Regions from separate parts of the Ovis aries genome. Here region 2 is linked to region 1. A link is a contact called in public Hi-C data. All regions are on one chromosome and are shown on one strand. Each heading gives the region's core, a stretch centred on a gene start, on an enhancer-like site or on the middle of the called end of the contact. The rest is flanking DNA. Distances are from core to core; before and after follow the strand shown. Region 1 overlaps LOC101103602 (vitamin D3 hydroxylase-associated protein-like). Region 2 overlaps TMEM275 (transmembrane protein 275).

The links. Hi-C and Micro-C count contacts between places; a contact is called where the count stands out from the background.
Region 2: a Hi-C map of liver shows a contact between it and region 1, with 3 times the contacts expected there. The contact joins two enhancer-like sites. A contact is called at or near these places in 3 of 16 Hi-C or Micro-C datasets (blood and liver).

Annotation. Positions count from the first base shown.
Region 1 is chr1:21,014,106-21,022,054 of ARS-UI_Ramb_v3.0, reverse strand. All of the region lies in intron 13 of LOC101103602 (vitamin D3 hydroxylase-associated protein-like), which reads right to left. Among named protein-coding and RNA genes, the nearest start is that of DMBX1, 42 kb to the left of the region's middle. Within about 2 kb of position 2,999, at least 13 of the 54 cell types and tissues checked have an H3K27ac peak or open chromatin away from gene starts, as enhancers often do. A contact at or near this core is called in liver, where this site is marked.
Region 2 is chr1:21,076,133-21,084,081 of ARS-UI_Ramb_v3.0, reverse strand. TMEM275 (transmembrane protein 275) reads left to right here. Exons shown (of 1, transcript XM_060399964.1): 1 at 1-297. Among named protein-coding and RNA genes, the nearest start is that of TMEM275, 11 kb to the left of the region's middle. Within about 2 kb of position 4,466, at least 3 of the 54 cell types and tissues checked have an H3K27ac peak or open chromatin away from gene starts, as enhancers often do. A contact at or near this core is called in liver, where this site is marked.

The DNA.
Region 1 (7,949 bases), core at 1,750-4,249:
GAGGGAAACTGTAGTGGGTCCCAAGGGGTGCCCCTTCTCCCCAGCCTCCCTCCTTTGGAGGAGGGATGTGAGATTTCATTGGCTGCTAGATTTTTTCTGCAGTCTGCCTCTTCTAAACTAATTATAATAATAACAATAGTAGAAGTTCCCACAGCTTGAGCACCTACACTCTGCTAGCCACTCTGCCGCATGCTTTACATCTCCTTTATATAGATTCTACACGGAAGGGTCATTCTATCCCCATTTTAAAGATGGGGCCTTAGGCATACAGAGGTGAAGTGCCTCCCCCAAGGATATGTATCTGTTAAGTGGTCAACAGGATTTGGATCAGGGCAGGGAGAAGGAGGGCCTGACCCAGCCAAGGACCACTGATATGCCACTGAGCCCAAATCTGGAGGACCCCTGGATGTGTCAAGGTGGGTGCTTTTCCCATCTTCATTCCCTTTAATCCTGCAGGCCTCCTCCCCTCCCCAGGGTGTACCCTTGAGGTGGCCTCTCCCCGTAGCCTGTGCTGTGTGCTCAGTCGTATCTGACTCTTTGAGACCCCGTGAACTGTAGCCCACCAGGCTCCTCTGTCCATGAGATTCTCCAGGCAAGAATACTGGAGTGGGTTGCCATTTCCTTCCCCATAGCCTGGCTGCTGATTAACTGTGACTCAGCCCTCCCTGCAGCTGGCTAATCAGATCAGCTCCACTGGCAGCCAGAGGAATCCTCCCTGAGCATGAACTCAGGACCCTCACACCTCTATGGGTGTGAGGGGCCTAGCCAACTGGAGGGTCCTATCCGGTAGGTTGGGAATACCCATGAGAATTTCTTCTTGATGGTCTGATTCCTCCAGCTTCACCTCCAGGGGCTTCCAGACCAGAGGGCTGGAGCTGGGAAGGTCAACGAGAGAGCCAAGCCTAGACAGCATCAGCATGTGGCTGTGGTTATACAAGGAGGGGACTCTCCTCTACGTGCACAGCAGCCTGAGATACCAGAGCATATCTTCATCCCACCACAGAACCCCCCTTCCTCCGTTGCCCAGGATCCAGGGGTCAGCCCAGACCACCTAAGGTGGATCCCAGATTTTGAAAGTAATTCTCTCTGTCTGTCTGTCTCACACACACAGACTCACACATATCCTCTTGTCAGTGACAACAATGGTGTGTGTGATGGACACATGCACACATGGGCACACAGCACAGGGGCTGGAGGCAGCAGCTAAATGTTTGCTAAAGACTCATTAACCCTGACCCCGCTTCCCCATTGATCGAGTCAGCCACAGGGTCACACTATCACTGCCTAGGGCATAGGGCAAGATATCCTCCGTGCCACAGCAACTGCCCTCTGCCACCTTGGCAGTATTCACTGCCACGCCTCTCTCAGAGGCGTGGTGTGCATGTGTGTGATTTCCGTGGTCATTTTGTGTGTCCAGGATGAGTCCCTGTCTGTGTCACTGTGGGCCCTCAGTTGTGTATGGCTGTGATGTTTGTGGGAGGGGTGTGAGGCTAGGGATACACACATCAGCAACCACAAAAGCATACATGTTACCATGGGCATACACTGAGTATGAAAGCATGTGCGTTCCCTGGACACACTCCAGTCATACACCGTGAGCATTTTACAGATGAAAAGTGGCCAAGACATTCCTGACAGCTTGCTTGTCTTGGAGCTAGACTCTGTGCCCTTTTCCTAGAGGGTTAGCAGGAAGCCTAGCCCTCTTTCCTCAGCCTCCTCCCTGACCACACCTAAGGGAAGCAGCAGGCCCAGAGACCTGGTGAGGAAAGTCTCTGACTCCCAGCCCCGAAGAGAGGACCCCCAGCCAGAGTCACCAAGAGGTCTCAGCTTATTTCCCAGCCCAGCTTCATGCCTCAGTCCCTTCCACCCTGTCGCAGAAGCCCAAGAGGAGAGATATTTAGAGAGATGGGTCACGCTGGCAGGCTCATACTCAACAACACACACAGGCTCACAGACACTGGCACACACTTGTCCCTGGGGTCCTTCCAGGGAGGAAGGCAGGGAGGTCTGCGAGAGAGTGCAGGCAGGAGCTGTGCACCCGGACCACTCGTCTGCAGAGCCCGGTGCGCAGCCGCATCTCCACCTATGCCTGGGGGGTTTCTGCTGGAGCGGCTGCGAGGCACCAAGTCTGAAAGCAGGATGGTGTGTCTATAAACAGTAAAGGGGCTGCCTGTGTCTGCAAGTGTGCATGTGAACCCTCGTGTGACTGAGCCAGTGTTGCTTCAGTGTGTGAACGATCATAGGCTTGGCTTACACGTGATGACGAGCCTGGATGTGCCTGTGTACACGCCTCTGTGTGTTCTCACGTGTTTTGCAGTTTGGGAAACACACACTCTGTGTGTGTGTGTGTGTGTGTGTGTGTGGACTTGTACGTAGGATTATCGTGTGTAACTCTTTGTATGTGTGTGATTGTAAATGTGTGATTGTGTGTGAGCGTGTGCCTGGAAAGGTGCGGCGTCTCGGGCGCGGCCCCACCTCGGGCTCCTCTGCGGCCGGCGGCCTCTGTCACCCAGCTGGGAGCCGTGGGCAGCCCGCCCGCCCCCGGGAGGGAGGCCCCGCCCCCGCTCTCGCCCCCGCCCCCTCCCCCTCCTCCCGAGTAAACTTTTCCCAAATCCCCGAGCCGCTTAGGGCGAAGCCGCCCCCGCGGCCTAATCCGCGCCCCCCGCGGATCTGCATAATCGGGTTAGCGGCCGCGCTCCCTCCCGCTCCCGCCGCCACCGCCGCCGCGCGCGATTCTCTCGCTGTCACTTAGGGAGGCTCAGCGCGATTTGCGGCCTAATCCCCCGGGATCGCTCGGCCGCCGCTCCCCGAGGGGCCGCCAGATTGTTCCCTTCATAATTGATTGACTCTATTTGCCGGATTGGGGACTTCAAAGCGCCGGCGGCGCGGGGGCGCCTGGGAAGGAGCGGGGCCCGCGGCGGGTCGGCCGGCCTGGCCCGGCGAGGCCCCTGCCCCGGCGGGCGCCGTCCTCCCTGCGGCCGGCCGGGCCCGGAGCCGAGAGGCGGGGCAGGAAATCCGCCCGTGAGGACGAGGGTGGCGGCGGCGACGCCGACGAGGTTGATCACGTCGTGACCGCCCTCGGCGGCCGGCAGCGAGCTCTGGGCCGGCTCGGTGCTCAGCGCTCCCCGAGTCCGGGCTTTAAACTCCCGCTCATGACCTGAAAGCCTGCAGAGTGTGAAGAGCCACCCCCACCCCCACCCCACCCCCAATGAGACAGGTTTAGAGAGATCGCTTCCGTCTGGGAACACCTTCTAGGGACCGCGCTGTGCTGGGTGCTGGGACCCAGCTGTGAGCCTCACCGACGCGGCTCTCAGGCACATGAGCCCTATTCCAGTGAAGAAGGCGGGTGGGCACATAAGAAATAAGTCAGGAAATAACATGCACAGAAAATAAGGCAAAGTGGTGTGATAGTAACTGGGGCCTGGGCAGGCAAATTAGCCTGAGCGGTCAAGGAAGGCTTCTTGAGCTGTTGATGTGTGCTCTGGAACCTGAATGCTAGGGAGGAAGCTCCTCTGTGAAGAGCTGGGGGACAGGCCATGGGGCAGAGCACCAGCTTTTACCAAGTAGTAAAGCTACGCCTGCAACCCAGGCTACCTGACTCCAGCGCCCAGAGACTGAAGTCTCCCCTTTCCTTTTCCACCTGCCCAGCCTAAACTAAGCCCCAACCTCAACACAGGCTGAGCCCTTAATAGGAATGTCTAGACTCTCTTGCTCAGGCAGCTGTCCAGTTCCACCCAGCCCACCCCGCTGCTGGCTCCTGGACTTGCTGATTTGAGCTGGCCCCTGAGTGGTTCTCTGTCTCACTGAGCAGAGACTGCCTAGGTGGGCAGTCCTGCACCCAGAGACTCTTTGGAGCTGGGGTCTGCTGCTTCCCCGACTCCTGAAGAGGCAGGGGCAAAGGCATGAGGCAAGCTGGAGGGGTTTCCCGCACCCTGCCCAGCCTTAGCCAAGCTCCCAGGAATCCCTGGCCCAGACAAGGGAATCCCCAGAAACGCTTAATTAATTCTTGATTACCCACTGTCTCTGCAGCTGCCATTAACCACCTCCCCAGCCTGGGCCCAGTTAGGCCACGTAATTAAATTAGTGCAGGGAGAACACTCCCAGGCAGGAGCAAAGTACTCCTGCTGGGCTTAGATATTCTAGGAGACTGATAAGGAAAGGCTCAGAGACATCAGGGTCACACAGTTGGGCTAGAATGAGGGCTCAAGTGTAACTCCCCCAAATCAGTTCTGGCTCCCTCGTCCCACCTCTCTTGAGACCTCTACCCTCAGCACGTATTTTAAACCTTAAATGTCTTTATAATGACAAGAGATTTGCTTGCTGTCCTTAATTAAATTTATGCCAATTCATTGAGCTTTTGGAAGGGTGGATTTGGGGCAGGAGAGGGGAGACCCGGATTTCCAAGGAAGCAGGAGATGGAGATGAGGGGTGTTCTCTGTGAAGGCATTTCCCACCTTCAGGATCAGGGGGCGGGGCAGAGAGAGATGGTTGCAGCGGATGGCAGCATGGGAGGCGGAAGGGGGGCACCGCGGAGGACTTACACTGTCCACAGAGCTCACTTGGAGCAAAGGGGGAGTCACTTTCCTTTTCACAAGAGAAACTGGAGAAAATAGCCTAAAAGAACACCCTGAGGGTGGAAGTATATGCACCGTGTGAGCCGAGGCAGAAGGGGCTGGAGAATCTGGGCCTCTGGAGTGAGGAGAGCCTAGCTGGAGTCTCCACGGCGACATCCCATGAGCCAGGCTTCCCTCCCCGCATCTTCCCTCCCTCAATCCTGGAGGATGCTGGCTGACAGCCCTCCCTCCCCCAAACCCAGCTCCTTGTCACTTCAGAAAATCAGAAATAAGCCTTAGTGATTAGAGGGAGACGAGAGTGAGATGGGGCTTAGAGGCCCAGGCTCAGGGAGGTGTTAAGAGGCGAGTGGGACTCAGAGTATTAGGGGGGCAGAGTTAATAGCTTCTCTGGATACCCCTCCCCCCAGGACTGTGGTACCCAGGGGAGGAGGGAGAAGGAGAGGGAGAAGGCGAAGGGATGAGAAGATCATGGGGAAGAGAGAGGAAAGGAGAGGAAGGGAAGTAGGTGAAGGAAAAAGAGGAGCTGATGGGAGTGGGGGACAGAGAGAGAAAGAGAGGAAAGGCAGGAGGGATGGGATTGAGGAAGAGGAAAGAGGGAGACATGAAAGTAAGGGAGAGGTGAGGGAAATAGTAGATGGGAAGAGAAGTACAAATTAAATCACAAGATGTCATTTTGCCTATTTGATTGAAAGATAATTTTTTAAAGATAATACCCAGTGTTGATGAGAGCAGAGGAAATGGAGAATTGAGTACAAATTGGCACAATCTTGGAGGTTCTGGAGGTGGAGAGCATTTTGGCAGTTATTATCAGAGTTTTAAATATGCATCACCTGGGGCCAAACAGTTCCATATGTGGGCGTCTACCCCTGGATGGCATCACTGACTCTATGGACGTGAGTCTGAGTGAACTCCAGGAGTTGGTGATGGACAGGGAGGCCTGGTGTGCTGCACCAGGGGTCGCAAAGAGTCAGACACAACTGAGCGACTGAACTGAACTGAACTGAACTGAACCCCACAGCAGTGCTGGCCTCTGAGCACAGCCGTGGAAGGACAGAGGGAGCTGCTACAATGTTTGTCATCCCAGACCTCAGAAACAACTCAACGTCCATCAAGAAAGGACTGACCAAGTACTTTATGGAGCAGCCACACCATGGATTACTATGCACCCAGGAAGAAGGAAGAATTCTTGTCTGCCGAAATGGAGAGATGTAGCTGATGAATTGTTCAGTGAATAGAGTAGGTCATTAAACAATATGAATAGTAGGGTTACAATCTTAAATGTTAAAAAAAAAAAACACTTAAAACTACATGTGGTGTATATTTGTAAATGTATAGAATCAAATATCTGAAAGGAAAGAGAACCCCTGGCTATTGACTGTGGGATTTATGGGGCAGGAGGCAGGGTGGGGACTTAGCTTTTCACCTTGTATTCTTTTGCATTATGTTTTTACAATGAGGTTTTTTAATTCAAACTATGTATTAGTTATGTACTAGTGATATTTAAGAAGACTACTTTTTTAAAGAGGGATGTGGAGTGAGGGGAGGGCGGGAGGGAAGACTGGGAAGGATGGAGGCAAGAGCAGGAGAGAGCTCGAGGCAGAGAGCAGACAGAAGGGTAGGAGGAGCAGGGCTTGTGGGGTGGGAAGGGAGGGGGGCTACCACCAGGCAGTGCCCCAGAGTGCCCAAACACATTCCTCACCCCTGTCCCCATCACAGACAATCTGGCTGAGGCCTGAGTAATTGAAGGCTAATTGGGTTTTAGGCTTGTTAATGCTCCTGCGAATGTTTGCAGTGAGGAGAGCCAGTCGATCCGGATAAATGACTCCCCGTGGGACGCCAGGGTGGGAAGAGACACAGAGGAGGAAGGGCCTTATGGATGATGAGCAGGGGCACAGAGTTTTTAGCCCACCCTAAGGGGGAAGCGGAAGAGTCCTCGGACTTTTGCGGGGGAGGGGAAGTGGAAGGGATAGGCCAGTTCTGGGGCCGAGCAATAGTGGGTCAGGGTTCAGGCAAGCAGCAGAGAGGACACCAGAAGGGAGAGCAAGGCCAGTGAGCCCAGCCCAAAGCCCACAGACTGCAGGTCTGCTCTCCAAACGCAGTGCAGTGAGAAGGCTGGCCACTGGAGGAAGGCAATGGAGGTGCCACCAGGGCCTCTGCCCACACTCAGGAGCGGGTTGTTTGGCTCACAAAGGGATGGGCCCCTTTTTAGAACTATTCCCTGGGCTGAGCTGAAGTGGACCCTTCGCACCCACCAGAGTATACTGTACCTCCAGGCCCACACCACAGCCCTCCCTCCCAAATTCCCCACACTGAGTCCAGCCCAGGAGCCGTCCAGCCCAGAGGCAGCTTGCCCACTGGGCCGGAGGATCTCGGAGGCTCGCCCTTCTCTAACCAGTGGGCATTGTTGGCTTATGACTGTGGAAGCTTAGGGAGGCACCATGACTCTGACGTAAAGGCGTTGGAAGCGGGGAAGGTGCTGGAGGAAAAACCGCATCTCTAGTTCTCCCTGAAGAAACTGGCTGATGCAGGAGACACCGTGAAGGGCAGTCAGACCCAGGCAGCTAAAGAAGAGAGAGACTTAGCAAGGAAAGGTTTTGTCTTGCAGAGTAGCTGCCCCGGGGGAGCTCCATGTGCTCCAGGAGCTGAAAATCCTGACTCCTGACTCCCAGGAACCCATGAGGAGGCCCTTCTGCGGGTAATCCCCACCCTCGATAATCCCCTCTTCTCCAGGGGTCAGGGATACAGGATGTGCTTTTAAAGGATCAGCTGCACATTTGTTCCCTCGTCCTCCTCCTCCTCCTCAGGCCTGACTCGGGGACTCGGGTCCCTGTAACAAGGCAGGGAAACGTTTAATGAGTTTGTATTCCCCAAGAGCGTGGTGACTGACAGCCGCCCCAGGGGTCACCGCTCTTCTTGTCCTGGAAGACGACGCAGCAGCTGCTGGGCTCTGTGTGTGCGTGTGCACACCTGGGGCTGGGCCCGAGAGGGGCTGGCCCGGGACACCCTTCCCATGAACAGAGGCCACCATGAGCATCTGAGAAAAGGGGAAGGACGCAGGGACTGCTGTCCCTTTGTGGGGTGCCTCTAGCCACACGGCCCAGCCCTTTGCCTGGTCTCCTCAGTCACCCTCCACACTCAGCCCAGGCCAGCTTGATGGGAGGGAGGCCGGAGGCTGCCCACAGTGGGGTTTGAAGGGATCGGGGGGCATGGTCGATGTGGAGGCCTGCGTCTGCATGGGTAATGAGGCCAGGGACTGGCTTGTCAATAGCATTTAAGTACTTTTCTCCCATTTTCAAGCCAGACTGAATTATTTATTCGTTTCTGGTCAATCGCTGGTAATGTCATTAGCATTTGTCCATCAAAGGTAGGGAATAG
Region 2 (7,949 bases), core at 3,217-5,716, 61 kb before region 1:
CCATCCTTTCTGCTGGTGGCACAGACGGTAAAGAACCCTGCAATGCGAGAGACCCAGGTTCTATCCTTGGGTAGGTAAGATTCCCTGGAGAAGGGACTGGCTACCCACTCCAGTATTCTTGCCTGGAGAATTCCATGGAAAGAGGAGCCTGAGTGAGCTGATCTACAAACACAGAGCAGGGTGGGCTGGGGGAGATAGGGAGGAGTGGTGAGGAGGCTCCTGCCACCCTGAAGTTCTCCACCTGAACCTCACTGTGCATTCCCGCTATGCCTCACTCTGCTCCTTAATAAAGCACCTTTGGAGTCAAGTCCTGACGGCAAGACCTCTGATCCTGAACCCTGGAGTCTTCAGTCCTCCCAGCCAGTGCCTGGTGCTTCATCATCTCAGCACCAGCTCCTCTTGGAGAACTAGAAGAGAGCCCCAGAAGTGTGTGACTGTGAACAAAAGACTGTCTGAGATTGTGTGTACCTGTGAACAGCTGTGGAAGCAGAGTGTCAGATTGAGGGGGGTGGGCGCTGGATGAATATATAAGTGTGACTGTGGGTGAGACGGCCTGGCTATGTGGATGAGATGGGGAGCGTGGGAGTATTTTAGGTGGCATTGTCTGACATCACACCTACGTGGGAGCGTACGCACATGTGTGTGTGTGTGTGTGTATGTGTGTGTGTAGGCAGGTGTTGTTGAGGGCTGGGTCACCCAGCAGAGATGGTGAGGGAAGAAGGGCTTCCCAGGTCTTGTAAAGCTTACACCTTTCTCGTGGCCTCTGCTGGGCTTGCCGAGTCTGAGCTGTCTAGGTGTGTGAGAGCATCTTGCGTAGGAATGCAGGCTGCCTTGCAAGAGAAACAAGAGGGCTGGGGGTGGGGAGGAAGACCCTGCAACTCTGGGCCAGCCCCTCTCTCACTGCAGGGACCCAGGCAAGCAGTGCCCAGTGATGGTGGCAAACAGTGGCCCACCATCTCTCACTGGCCATGACTCCCTGCCCAGCCACCCTTGGCCTCATCAGCCTCCCTTTCTCTTTCCAGACTTGGCTCTGCTGCTCTTCTGCCCCCACCTAGGCACTTCCCACCAGCCCTGGGGCTTTGCTCTCTTCCTCTTGACCTCCTTGCTGCCTCGGCCTCTCCTGCTGACTCCCCTCTCATGAACCCAGAGAAGAGCAACTCCCTCTCAGTCGGTGCTGAGCAGATCATCTCTGTTCATTAGCGTGGGCTGATGGTCCTAAACTGAATCATCTACCCCTGGAACTGATAACGCCTTCTCAGAGCACTTCCTCCCACCTAAGAGTGAGTGTGTGTGTGTGTGTGTGTGTGTGTGTGTGTGTGTGTGTGTGTGTGTGTGTGTGAGGAAGACCACCTCCCCAGCTCCAGGCCTGTCTCTTCTGGTTCACTGGCAGCCTCAGACTCCACCTGCTGCCTTGGGAGAGTGAGAGGTGAGTGGGGCCACTGCTGATACCACCTTCGGGTGTGGTTTGGCCCACCCTTCTCCTGCCACCTTCTTAGGAAGAGGCACTCAAGATTCTAGCCCTGAAATGCCAGGCCCTGCCCTCCCTCCTGCTGGTGGAGGCCTGGAATTACACCATCAGGGCTTCTTCCTCTTCTACAGGAAGACTTCCTGATCCTGTATGGGAGCCTGGCTGCTGAAGACAAGGGTGAGGTTAAGGTTCAGAGCAGGTAAGGTTCACATGCTAAGTTTCAGAGCAGCGGGCCACAGGTCTATGATAACAGAGCGGGAGGAGGGTGGCCTCAGAGGAGGGCTCTGGCTCCTGGAGAGTCTCCCTTCCATTGCCACACCCAAGGGAAGGTCGTGCTTTGTCCCATCTGCACCTCCTCCCCTTCCCCAGGCACACCAGGAGATATCTGCACACCCCAGGACCCACTCTCCAATCAGCCAGCCCTATACCAAAACCCCCCAGTGTCTCTCCAGGCCTGCTGCACCCCGGGACTCCTCCCCTGATATCTTTTCAGGGCCCTCTGGGGCAGTATGTCCACCAAGGAGACACACCCCTGCATGGCCCTCAGAAGGGTCAAGTTCCAGGCCCTGAAGGCAGAGAAGGGCGCCAGGCGAAGGGCAGTAGGGCACGTGTTTCTGCGGAAGGAGAAAAGGCGATTCTGACAGTACAGAGACAGCAAGCTCCCTGACCTTATTGTGGGAATAATATATTTTAGCATTGTAGTAGGTTAAGGTTTTGTACGTAATCAGTACCATATGTGTTTGATACCATTACTAGTAAAGATAGGCCCTAGTGCTGCTTCGCAGGCACTGAGGAATCTGAGCAGGGACCGGCATCTCCCAAAGGGACGCTTCCCAGGGGTCCTAGGATGAATGCACAGCCCCTCTCCTGCCCACAGAGAGAACCACTGCTGGCCAAGCCAGAGGAGCCCACTAAGGGCCGAAAACTCAGATCCTCTCCCTTCCCTCCCACTAGAAGAAATGAAGGCAGCCACTTAGGACCTTTTTTTTTTTTTTTTTTTACTAATTAATTCAGCAAATAACTCCTGAGTCTTACTATGGACCCATGGGCTTCCCAGGTGGCGCTAGTGTTAAAGAATCTGCCTGCCAATGCAGGAGATGTAAGAGACATCTTACATCTCCCCTGGGTCAGGAAGATCCCCTGGAGAAGTGTATGGCAACCCACTCCAGCATTCTTGCCTGGAGAATCCCACAGACAGAGGAGCCAGGGTCATAGAGTTGGACATGACTGAAGTGACTTAGCACGTACACACTATGGACCCATAGCTTGGTGAGCAAGCTCTGGGGGAGTTCACGTTCTACTTAGGGGGAAATTAAAGAATAAATACATAAGCACACAAGACTAAAAACATTAGCTAGTGGATAGTGCTGTGCAGCAAATCACAATAGGAAGAAGCGACAGAGGGACTTGGATGGCTGGAGAGGACTCCTCTGAGAGGTAACATTTAAGTTGAGCTCTGAAAGCCACACGGAAGTCTAGAGCAAGAACATTTCAAGCTCAGGAAATGGCCGGTGCAACCCTAAGGTGAGAATAAACTTGGCCCCCATGTGTCAGACCAAGAAAGAAGGGATGTGGAGACAAGGGTGGGAGATGAAGCTGGAGAAGGTGGGGAGGGGGTTGTTGCTCTGCTCCTATAAAGCTAGGCAGCCAAGGCGAGGAGCTGGGGTTTTAATCTCTGTGAGATGGAACCACAGGTGGGTTTTAAACAGGGACATGACATGATGTGATTTATGACTTCACCACTCGCTCTGCCTGCTGTGTGGAAAACAGAGTGTTGAGGGACCTGAGGGAGAAGAGGGGCCGGGTTAGAAGCTCACTGCAGTGGAAAATGCTGGTGGTGGCTGTGAGCTGCGCAGATCCTCCACCCATTTTTGAGGTCTCCCTGTCAGTATTTACGGGAGTAAGAGAGAGGAATCTGGGAGGAAGTGCTAGAATTGTGGTTTGCACAGCTGGGCCTATGGTGGACGACAAAGCAAGGGCTATGGCCACATGGAAGGTCAGCTTACCCAGTGGAGCTGTCCCATAGGAGCTGGAGCCACACCCCCGAGTTCCAGATGGAGAGCCCCGGTGATGCAGATGAAGAAATTAACCTGTGGGTGGTGGTGAAGCCATGCATCCTGATGATGTGGGCGAAGGGAGGTGAAGACGGGACCAGAACCTCGAGTAGTCCAGCCTCTGACTCTAGGGCAGAGCAGGGACTTGAAGTTGCCCAGTTCTGAATCTCACCTTCTGCCAGTGCCTTTCCAGTGAGGTCTGTGCCCTAGGAGTTGGGAATTAGGGAGAAGGGGGTAGAAGGGGAGCTCCAAGAGGTTGGGACTGCTGGCTTGTTGACAGCTATGCACTCAGTGCCCGCCTGGCACGAGGCAGATGCCTGATAAATATCTGTCAAACAACTGAATGAGTAAAAAGCTGTGAATGTTATCACACAGCTAAGATTCTGGGCCTCCTGCAATAGCGAATTATCAAGATACCCAATTCTGAACAGGAAGGGAGAAAAGTGCTTATGTGTGTGGGGATTCCCCTGGACAGTTCCTATTTTCTGCATTGTGAGGAGGTGGAGTGAGGCTGGAATATAGAGCTGCCTGGATAGACACTGATGGATGCACCTGAGGGCCAGGCTCCCTTAAGTAAGTGGTGGCCAGATAGGCGGGCTGACTGAGGAAAACAGCACTGCTAGGGAGTGCCACCAGAGGGCACCCTGGGCACACGACAGGGGATAGAGGTGACAGTCCCGCCAGACTGCACAACTTCCCCCATTTCCTTTTCTGAGGGGCCAGGCCTGAGGAGATGGAGAGCAGGGAGTTCGGTGTGCATGAAGAAGTGGGTGTTAAGTCACCCAGATTTGCTAAGTGACATCTCCAACTCTGGATTCTGACCTTATCACAGAGGGAGGCCAGATACTGGACACAGATTTATGCTTTATCAAGGACACAGCTAAGTCCTGGGTCTGGTCCTAGACCGAGTCCTCACTCTGACCTTCGACTGAGCCCCTGCCCAGGTCCATAAGAGGTCCTGACCTGAACTTGACCCTGATCACACTGTGAGCCTTGATCCTGACTGCTCCACACAGTGAACACTGATCCTGATCAATGCTGACCTGTATCAAAGATTGCACCCCGACCTGGTACAGGCTAAGCCTTAATTGTGGACAAACAGTAAGCTCTTATTCGGTCACAGGCTGAGCCCTGACCTTGATCCACGCACCATGCCCTGATTCTAGTATCAGGCTGAACCTGATGCTAGTCACAGAGTCCTGAATCTGGTCCCAAACTGAATGCTGACCCTGAACTGAGACTCAGCTATTGTCATGGTCGAAGACTGAGCCCTGATCTCTAGGACTTGTTCCCAAATACCCTGGACTTCAGGACTTTCCAGATGAGGCTTTCAGGCCAGGCTTTAGCCCCAGAAGGCAGTACCTTCTGGAAACACTTTTGAGGGGGAGAGAAGAAATTCTGGGTCTCTGAGTGGTCCAGAAACTCCTAGACATTGCATCCCTGAAAGGCTAGACAGAGAAAGCCTGGCTCAAGGCTGTCTGGGACATGAGGGGGTAAGGACAGCTGGGCCTTCTCCAGGTACCCCTTGAGCTCCAGGTGGGGCCTGCCTGCCTGCCTGTGTGTCTGGGGCCCTCCAGCCTGGGTGCCTCTTGCATCTTTACTTCTGATTCCTGCAGAAAACTGGGCAAATCCCTTCCACTCACTGGGCTGTGCTCCACCCCCTTGTTACCTTTCAGGGACAAAGGGGAGAAGGTGACCAGGTCATAACTGAGGGTCCTGTGTCCCTACCATGTGCACTGGCAGGAAGAGAAGCCCCCTTACTCTGGTCCATCCCTGCAGACAAGCAAGAAAAAGTGAATTGTGCACTCGCCAGGCCTCAGCCCCAGGTGGGCAGTGTCAGTCAGACACAGCAGGGAGGTAGGAAGTAGGAGTCCCAGCGATCCCTGCGCACTCTGGGGGCCCGGTGTGTGTGAGGGGAGGTAGGTCCTCCCCTGGGCACACTGCCCAGGTCAGGGCTGGGCCCCAGGGCCTTGCCCCTGCAGGCCGCGCTGGCATCAGCCAGGCCCTCCCCCGGCTCACCTGGGGAGGCACTGGGGCGGGGAGGGGTGGGGGGCGCTGAGGGCCGAGCCAGGCAGGAGGGGGCGGGGGAGGGGGCGGCTCGAGTCAAAAAACGCTGACGCCGAAGACAATGAGCTCTCCGAGGCTGAGGCAACTCATTTGGTCCCGGCCACGCTTTATTAAATTCTCATAAACCTGTCAGGGGGGACAGGGCTCGCTTCAGTTTACCTCATTAGCCCGACACAATGACAGTGAGGGGGAGGGCGAGGGAGGGGGCGGCCAGGGGAGGCCGGGGCTCAGCGCTGAGAACCGAGCCAGCCAGGAAGATAATTGAATTAAGTGGCTTTTGTTAATGGTTTTTAAGACTCCGAAGTGTAAATAACATTTAGGGTCTTTCTTTTAATGGGGCTGGGGTTTTAGAGACCCCAGGAGCTTAGCGGAGGCCTAGCCCGGGCCCCTGCCCCTCTCGCCCACTCCAGGGGAGCTTGGGCGGGGCCACCTGCAAGGCTGCCCCGAGATGGGAGGCGGGGCTGGGAGGAGCGAGGGGAGGGGCCTAAGAAGGTGCAACAACTTCCTTGGTGGGTCTTTGAACCCAGATGAGGTTAAAAGAGGGCCTAGAGAGGGCAGAAAGGCAGGGGCTGACAGTGGCGACCTGGCCAGGGCTATGTCTGAGGTGCTACTGGAGTCACGGCCTGTGAGGGTCAGGGAATCTCAGGGTCAGGGGGTGGGGAGAGTGGGGCTGGGGGTCTTCATTCCTCACTCAGAGATCTGTGGTACTAGGCGGTTTCGGCTGTATTGCCTATTGCCAGTGGGGAGGCCCCCTTGGAGACAGTGAGCACCCGTTTGTGACGCGTGCAAAGGTTGTGCCGATGGGTGCACTGGACCCTGGTTCCTGAGGGAGGCTGGACTTGAACTGAGCTATAAGAGAGCCTGCAGATAGAGGTGGAGAGTTCACTTCTCTGGGGGCGCTGGGCCTGGTGAGCTGCCCTGGAAGGAACAGGGACGTGGACAAGCTGCTTGGGAATCTGTCCCTTGGCTTTCTTCAGTCCCAGCGTCTCCCTCCCCGCAGACAGGACCAGGTCCCAGCGCTGGCAGGGAGGGAGGCAAGGGCTCTGGGCTAGGTAGGGTTCCCTGGGGCTGGAGGTGCCGTGGGGCGGGACTGGCCCTGGGCCAGCCCACAAAGGGTTAAGGCATTAATCGCCCTGCGTGCGACAAAGGGAAGTGAGTTTTCTGATCCAGAAAGGATCAGTCCCTGGGACGCCCCATCAGGCCCTTCAGCGTGAAATTACACCCCAGCGGGGGTGCTCCCCTCCCCCAACACAGACTACCCGCCTAGGCCTGGCACAGGATTAGGGCCTGGAGTCATCAGCTATTTAATAGATCCCACCCCGCTCCCACCCCTTCTCCCCCAGAGCCTTCACTGGAGCCTCCAGGCCTGCACCAGCCTCTTTCCTCATCGGCTGTCCACCTGGATGTTGATCTGACATGTCTGGTCCTCCCTGTCCTCACTCATGGTCTGATCCTTCCATCTCTCTCCTCCATTGCACCCTGACCCCACTCCCTATTTGAGTCCTTGTTGACCTTTCATTGGGGCTTCCCTGGTGGCTCAGAGGTTAAAGCGTCTGCCTGCAATGCGGGAGACCTGGGTTCAATCCCTGGGTCAGGAAGCTCCCCTGGAGAAGGAAATGGCAACCCACTCCAGTATTCTTGCCTGGAGAATCCCATGGACGGAGGAGCCTGGTGGGCTACAGAGTCGTGGTGAGCCTGGTGGGCAAAGAGTCAGACGCAACTGAGCGACTTCACTTTCACCTTCACTCTGACCTTTCATCAGCACCCCAAACGTATCTGTTGCAGTGCTTATCTATTTGTTTTCTGTCTCCAGCACTGAGTGCCTTGGGAGCAGGGACCGTCTTGTTCAGCACTGCATTTCCAGTTCCCAAAGCTGTGTCTGGCACATAGATGGTGTTCAATAAACATTAGTTGACTAAAGATCCTCCCATCCTCCTCACAAAGACTAGGGGTGGCTAGCCCCTAAAGTCGGGACACGGGGGCTCAAGACTGAGAGGAGAGAGCTAAAGCTTGTGCAAAATAAGAGCCACATCCTCGGGAAGAGACCAGGCTGGGCTATGGCCTCAGCCTCAGGGCCAGGCTCATCTCTAAAGAAGGAAAGGAACGTCCCTGGTGGTCCAGTGGTTAAAAATCTGCCTGCCAATGCAGGGGATATGGGTTCAGTCCTGGTCCAGGAAGATCCCACATGCTGCGGAGCCACTAAGCCCATGTGCCACAACTACTGAGCCCACACTCTAGAACCCACAAGCTGCAGCTCCTGAAATCCATGTGGGTAGAGCCCGCGCTCTGCAACAAGAGAAGCCGCCTCAGTGAGAAGCCTATGCACCGCAATGAAGAGTAGCCCCTGCTCTCCGCAACTA